2 separate regions of the Lactuca sativa genome follow, and region 2 is linked to region 1. The links are chromatin contacts, called in public Hi-C maps. All regions are on one chromosome and are shown on one strand. The core of a region is the stretch at or near the end of the contact, and the rest is flanking DNA. Distances in the headings are between cores, read along the strand shown. Region 1 holds the start of LOC111915255 (probable inactive purple acid phosphatase 27). Region 2 holds the start of LOC111914980 (nucleotide pyrophosphatase/phosphodiesterase).

Evidence for each region. Hi-C and Micro-C count contacts between places; a contact is called where the count stands out from the background.
Region 2: a contact with region 1 is called in a Hi-C map of seed, with 4 times the contacts expected there. The contact joins the promoter of LOC111914980 here to the promoter of LOC111915255 in region 1. A contact is called at or near these places in 2 of 4 Hi-C or Micro-C datasets (leaf and seed).

What each region holds. Positions count from the first base shown.
Region 1 is chr4:134,515,100-134,519,073 of Lsat_Salinas_v11, reverse strand. LOC111915255 (probable inactive purple acid phosphatase 27) reads left to right here and starts at 2,258. Exons shown (of 12, transcript XM_023910928.3): 1 at 2,258-2,806; 2 at 2,884-2,975; 3 at 3,058-3,127; 4 at 3,212-3,334; 5 at 3,441-3,533; 6 at 3,629-3,758; 7 at 3,844-3,925. The coding sequence starts at 2,618. LOC111915254 (nucleotide pyrophosphatase/phosphodiesterase) reads left to right here. Exons shown (of 12, transcript XM_023910927.3): 12 at 1-365. The coding sequence ends at 204.
Region 2 is chr4:135,469,599-135,473,572 of Lsat_Salinas_v11, reverse strand. It overlaps LOC111914980 (nucleotide pyrophosphatase/phosphodiesterase), which reads left to right and starts at 1,807. Exons shown (of 12, transcript XM_023910685.3): 1 at 1,807-2,189; 2 at 2,266-2,357; 3 at 2,448-2,517; 4 at 2,592-2,714; 5 at 2,809-2,901; 6 at 3,004-3,133; 7 at 3,206-3,287; 8 at 3,539-3,671; 9 at 3,758-3,963. The coding sequence starts at 1,959.

The DNA.
Region 1 (3,974 bases), core at 1,009-3,508:
GAGATAAATACATTTTGGAGTTTGTATAAAGATCAAGATTGGGGATTTGTGAAACTTACTGCATTTAACCACTCATCACTTTTATTTGAGTACAAGAAGAGTAGTGATGGTTTGGTTTATGATAGCTTTACAATATCAAGGGACTACAAAGATGTTTTGGCATGTGTACATGATGGTTGTGAACCTACCACTTTGGCAACTTAAAATGTGGTACATCAAAATTTTTGGCAGATAAAACCAATAAAAAAACACTTTTCCAAAAAATCATGCTGCTAAAAATTTGTTTTATTAGTGGTAAGGCTTCTATTGTACTAGTAATGTATGTATGTGTCCATTATTTTTATTTAATGTTCTTGTTATAGTTATCGTCTTATTTTAGTTGGTTGGGAAGTGTTTTGTATAAGCATTGTGCAAATTTATTTTTATTACTGTTTGAGGTAAATATACTTGAGAGTTGAGATAGATACAACATAAACTCCATGAATTACTTAAAAATTATCCTTCACTGTAAAGTTAAAGTTATTAAATTATATTTGCATTTTTGCATCTTTGCAATTAATAACGGGCAAAAAGATGATATTTAGCAAATAAAAACCTTAGACGTCTATATTGCACATAAGTTATCGAGAATTGGCAAAGGTTTGACTTTGTGAGGTTCATCAAAGTGAATGATACCAAAGACTTGGAGAGAAGAATTTGCGAAGTGTGGTTTAAGAATTATCATGTTTGCTTTAATAGCCAAATTTCGAAGGAAATATGTAAGTAATGGACGTCGGGATAAAAAAACCTAGACATTAGGGTGGGAAAGGAGACGGAAATCAGACAAGAATGCGAGGGAATTTGTCTTACATGAAAATTATAACTAAAGAGCATCTGAAAATGACAATGTTAACTCATGAACCTAGCAAAGTAATGATTGCTAGTAAGGAGCTCATGAATTTGAATGAGGTTAAATCTATGGTTCTTGTTGAGGTAAAGGAGTGCTTGTTCTATACCTAATCTCTAAACCTTTGTCATGAGGAAAGTTTCTCAAAGACCAAGATTGGGTATGTTGGTGGATTGTTGTCGAGTGCAGATTGTGTTTCGAATAGAAGTTTTGTATTGTGATATCTAAGTAGTTGGTAGAGCATATTATGCTCTATCGGTATAACGTTATAGTATACATTATTTTATGTGCTCCTACCCATAGGTGTAGGTTAGTGTGAGTAGCTCGCTTTGATTTTCACATGTGTATATCTTTGTGTCTTATTATTTATTATGATTGGGGTTAACTAGACCGTCTTGAGTTTTATATATATTGGTGTCAGTCATTCTAATAGGCCAACAAGTTTTTGATCTTACTCATATTCTTTCAGAATATTGGAGCATTTCATTGAATCATTGAATCCTTTTGCAAGTGATCAATCAAAGATCCCAACCTTTATTTACATAAAGGTTCGTCTTACAATTATGCAATATTTTGTTTGTCATCTTGTTAGTTCATCCTAACAAATAGTATCAGAGCAAGATTGTTCAATCCTTTAGGGAGTTCATCTCATTTTCAATCCTAGATTTGGTCTCGGAGATCCATTTCTAGTTTTTGTTTAATAAAGTCTCAAAAGAAATTGAGAATTTTAATTCTTGTTTCAAACAATTATGAAGAATTACTCATGACTTCGGTGAACACACATGCATGGAAACCCAAATACATCCCAACAATCATTAAGAGAGCAAATATTGGGTCATTTATTAAAAGATGAAACGGTTAATAGTAACAAAACAACATATCATGGGAATGATATATATTGCGATATCAATTCTCGATACAAGATATGTATTTCCTATTCTCAACCCTAGCGTGTGAAATGTTATGCCTTGGAAAAGTCATTTGTGCAACTTCCCCGTGTTTGCCACCATATGAAGAACACAAACAAAGAAACTTTTCTCAAGTCCACTTTCCCCTCGCTAGAAACTTGCACGTTGATATGGGTTTCACAGCCGAAGAAGTTGATATGATTATGGACTGCTATACAATAAAAAAAAAAAAAAAAAAAGATGTAACATGATTAAAAAAAAATGAGTTGTATGCATTATTATTTGTGAAGCCTAACATAGGATGTGAAAGTACTTTATTTGAAAAAATATCAAAATTTTAGTGATCTCCTCGAGAAAATAAATAGGGTTTTATCCAGAAAAATAAATGATTCTTAGATTTGCCCAATAATAATTCATTATATGACCTAATTTCCAAAAATATAACTGTAAAAGTCTACGAACGCAGAACAAGATGCTGTATTTATTTTCGCAACTAATTTCGACTGATTCCGTTAAGACTGAAGACTCCAAGTGTCGACTCTGTATCCGAATTCGATGGCCAGTAATCAGAGTCAAAAGATTCGCCATCTAGCATGTGGATAAAACTCAAAGCAAAACAGTTGACTTAATCTTCGAAGAAATCTCCGGATTATTATTTATTCATAACTACAACTATTTATCAATCTTTTAACTTCATAACAAAATCATAAAAGAATATCTGCTGGAATCTTCCCAAATCCCACTACCAGAAATCCAAAACCCAAAACCCAGTAAAGAAACAACAACCTTTTCATGCCTGTAACCCGTTTGTGAAATTGCCTCAATGAAGATCTTTTACAGAATCGCCGTCTTTTCACTATCAATCTTTGTTGTTTTAGCATCAGCGAATTTTGTGAAAGGTAATATTGAAATCACGGAACAACCCTTGTCCAAAATCGCAATTCACAGTGCTGTGTTTGCTCTCCGTGATGACGCCTCCATTAAAGCTTATCCTACTGTTCTTGGCTCAAAGGTAAAAATTTATTTTTCTTGAAAGAAAAACAGTTTCTTCTAGTGACTAATGTTGATAAATTTTTCACTTTAATGAAGGGTGAAGATGTTGATTGGGTGACAATCGAGCTTCAACACCCAAATCCATCGAATGATGACTGGATTGGAGTATTTTCTCCTGCTAAATTTAAGTAAGATTTGATTCAAATCTTCAATATCATAATCAAATGTAGAAATTCGTACTAAATAATATATTTTTTGAAAAAAATGCAGTGGATCAACTTGTTACTTTGAAAATGATTCTAAGCTACAGGCTCCATACATATGTTCTGCACCAATAAAGGTGAATTTTGCTTTAAATTTATGATATTTATTCCAAATAAATTGGTATCATATGTGAATTGTGATCTGACTTATATTATTTCAGTACACATTCGCAAATTACTCGAATTGGGAATATGCAAAAACAGGAAAAAGTACATTAAAACTCCGGTTAATCAATCAACGAGCTGATTTCTCATTTGCCTTGTTTTCGGGTGGATTATCAAATGTAAAAATCCAAAATCTACAATGCATTTTGTTATTTAGTTACTTTTGATATGGCCCACCTTTCCTATGTTTATTATTTATTAGTTGTCTTTATATTTTCATTGTAGCCAAAATTAGTTGCTCATTCGAACTTTATATCATTTGCAAATCCAAAAGCACCTGTTTATCCACGTCTTGCTCTAGGAAAATCTTGGAATGAAGTAAGTTTTGAAAATGTATTTTTATATTATATATTTTTTTTACTATTTAAATTGATATTTGGAATCTTTGTTTTTTTTTTTTGTGTTCATTTTAGATGACTGTGACATGGACAAGTGGCTACAATATAAACGAAGCAACTCCTTTTGTGGAATGGGGAGTCAAAGGTCAAGGCCGAATTCGCACTCCCGCGGGAACACTAACATTCCATCAAAATAGCATGTGCGGTATGTTCATCTACTGATAATCTTGGATAGGACAGTGTGAGTCAACTCAGTAAACACGATTACTGGAAAAATTACTTTCATGCAGGGTCACCAGCAAGATCAGTCGGGTGGCGGGACCCAGGTTTCATACATACAAGTTTCTTGGAAAATCTATGGCCAAATACCAAGTATCTATCATTTTTTAAAATTTTTTAATTCAATTAACTGGATTAACTA
Region 2 (3,974 bases), core at 558-3,057, 950 kb before region 1:
TATTGTTTGATATAATGAAATTAGACAAAACTTCAAAAATGGTCCCTCTGGTTTTTGAAAATATCAAGTTTAGTCTTTAAGTTCAAAAAACCTCACAGATGGTCCCTGTGGTTTCAAAACTTTTAACAAATGGTCCTTTTTGCTAACGCCGTTAGATTTTGGCCATTAAGTGAAGGGCATTTCTGTCTTTTCACTACCACAGTGACCATTTATGAAGTTTTGTCTTATTTTTTTTTTTTAAAAAAAAAAAGAAAAATAATAATTATTTAATATTAACTCTCTCTCTCTCTCTCTCTCTCTCTCTCTCTCTCTCTCCCCCCTCCTATCTGAAGCCAAAAATAGAGGACCAAAAAGGAACCTGTTACCCACCTTTAGTTCCAGCTCTTTTCCTTTTCGTTTTAATGAGATAAACAGCCCCGCTTTCTTTCTTCCTTCCCTACAGTCAAATAACCAAAACCTAAAGACCCCTAATCTCCACCATTTCCAGTTAAAGGACTTTATGATCGCAAATAGGTCTCTATCCGTTTTGTTCACTAGAGAAGAAAGAAAGATGAGAATCACCAACCTCCCTTCTACTTCCTTTCTCATTATCAGGTGATCCCCAAATCCTCCTTCGACTACCACAGGTTGTGGTCATCTTTCCCGGCGGTCAACAGCCCTTGTCGAGCTCCAAGTGTCGAGGGAAAATCATGATCAAACACCGACTGCTTCCCATCCGTTATTCTTTCTATCTTTCCAGCCAAATATCAAACCCAAGCATCCATTTTTTTTTGAAGAAGAAAGAACAAGGGAGCTGCCGAAGTAACCCCCTTCGCATCCACAACAAGAATCGAAAGAGGAGCAACAATCCCTGGCAAAGCAATAAACGACAACCCTGATGTCGCTCCTGTTTTTCCCTATTTCTTCTGATCGAGCACCGGTGATGCTCTTCCTGACCGACTGCACCAGGAAAGGAAAGGAAACAGAGGTGTTGCTCACCTCTTTTCAATTGTCTTCCATGTCTGATTTTCACAAAAAAATTCTTACAAATAAAAAGAATCTTAACTTTTCTTCTTTAACTATTATTCTTAGGATGACAAAATTGGTTTATTGGTGAGTTTTTAAGTGATTGTGGTGTATGAATTTTGATTATAACAGAGAATGGTCGTTTAGGTTTACGATTCATTAATTTAGAGAGAGAGAGAGAGAGAGTTAACATTAAATAATTATTATTATTTTTAAATAAGATAAAACTTCATAAATGGTCCATATGGTAGTGAAAAGACATAAATGTCCTTCACTTAACGGCCAAAAGCTAACGACGTTAGCGAAAATGACCATTTGTTAAAAGTTTTGAAACCACAGGGACCATCTGTGAGGTTTTTTAAACTTAAGGACTAAACTTGATATTTTCGAAAACCACATGGATCATTTTTGAAATTTTGTCATGAAATTAAAAAGGTTGTACGAAGTATGCTTAGCTTGTAATTTAATTGTTATTTTGAGGGTCCAATGTGTAAAAGATGAACCTTGAATATTGTTTGATATAATGAAATTAAAAAGGCTGTACGAAGTATGCGTTATGAACAAATGAATAAATTCAAATCGGCCTTTTATATATACAAAATAAATAAATAATAATAATAATAATAAAATAAAAAAAATCATAAGTCTGGCGGCTATACAATTTGATTATTATTTATTTAAATATCTAATAAATAATAAATAAATAATAATAAAATAAAATAAGCCAGCCTTTTATATATATTTTTCTATATCAAATTGCTAATGCAACCAAATCCATGTATAATGATCGATGAAGTATCTCGAGAGTCACCTTACCTACCCAAAAATTTCAATGGAATCTTTAACGTTTTCCTCAAAATATTATTAATCTTATATGGACTTGAAATTACTACCTATAAATGCATAAGAATGCCTTCTCTTCCGAAGAGTGTGCATGACAATTGTTTGAGGAAATGTCAATAATGATTCATCTATCGATAGTGTTCATGTTGTTTTCAAATGCTCTTGTTGATAGAGTTTGTCATGCTTCCTCTTACTCCCGTCTCATAAGCAGTGGTGTTGACCATCATCTTCATTCTCCCATTAATGAACAACCACTCGCCAAAATTGCCATTCACAAGACTATTATCGCTCTCCATGAATCAGCTTCCATTCGTTCTAACCCTTTGCTACTAGGATTCAAGGTAAAAGGTCGTTTTCTTCCCATTAATTAGATTAACTATTCAAATTCCATTACTTAATTTCTTGATATTACGAAAGGGCGAGGATGCTGAATGGGTCAACGTAGAGCTTGAGTACCTTGAAGCATCTGAGGACGATTGGGTTGGAGTTTTTTCACCAGCGAAGTTCAAGTAATCTTCTCTTTTAATTTCTATAATACCGAATGGCTTCGTCTTCTACATGAGAATGATGTTTCTGAAAAATTGAATGAATATTGACAGTTCATCAGATTGTTCATCTGAAGCTGGTAACTGGCCGGAGACTCCATACTTATGCACAGCTCCAATTAAGGTAAAACACCATTAATTACTTTGAATGATGAAGGACCTTCCTGCTAATAACATATGTTTTGTAAATTGTAACAGTACAAGTTCGCAAATCACTCCACTGTCAATTATGTTGAAACAGGAAAAGCTAATCTCAGCTTCCGGATCATCAATCAACGTGCAGATTTCGCGTTTGCGTTATTCACAGGCGGATTAGAAGCTGTGTGAATTAGTCCCTCTTTCCAGTTTCCACTCGTAATTTATTGAATTCTGCAATGTATGTGACTAATCAGTAATTGGGTTTTCTGAATTACAGCCGAAATTGGTTGCTGTTTCTGATCCTATATCATTTGCAAACCCTAAAGCTCCTCTATACCCTCGTCTTGCCCATGGAAAAGCTTGGGATGAGGTGTACATTTACAAACTCTACACCTTTTTGAATTCTAATCTTTATATATTTTGCTATATTGGGTGTGTGGTCTCTAAACTTTCTTTTTCTAATTTTCTACAGATGACTGTAACTTGGACCAGTGGCTATAACATTGATGAAGCAACTCCACTTGTTGAATGGGGATGGAAGGGTCAAATCAAAAAGCTTTCTCCAGCAGGGACGTTGACTTTTACACGTGGCAGCATGTGTGGTATAATAGTAAATAATGGTAAAAATTAATTAAAATTACCCAAAATTTTTACATTTTTTACCTTCCATGTAGGTCCACCGGCACGTACAGTTGGATGGCGTGATCCTGGTTTTATCCACACTAGTTTCTTAAAGGAATTGTGGCCAAACACCATGTATGTGTCTCACTTTTACTCACATTTTCAAAGAATAATGATACAATGGAAAAAGACACTATTTTTCCATTAAGTCATATGTATAGGAAAGATAGCCGAATGAGTAATGATGTTTTGGACAAAATGCTCTATACATTAAGTTAGTTTATTCTAAGATTGAATAACTCGTCTGAATAAACGACATTAAATGACCATTTCACCTTTGCAATCCAAACAACAAATATTCACAAATCACAACATTATTTTTCTAGGTATGAATATAGAATGGGGCATATGCTTTCAAACGGATCAATCATTTATAGTAAAATGTACACATTCAAATCATCTCCATATCCAGGGCAGGATTCGCTTCAACGTGTTATCATATTTGGAGACATGGGAAAGGTACCATTGAATTTGATCAAAAGAAATTTATTTAAATCATACAATAAAATATAACAATAACTAATTTATAAAATTCATTTTTCTAGGCGGAACGTGATGGGTCAAATGAGTATGCAAATTATCAGCCAGGATCACTAATTACAACAGACCAATTAGTTAGTGACCTTGACAACTATGATATAGTGTTTCATATAGGAGATTTACCATATGCAAATGGATTTCTCTCGCAATGGGATCAATTCACAGCACAAGTCGAACCCATTTCATCTATAAAGCCATATATGATTGCAAGGTTTGTGTTTT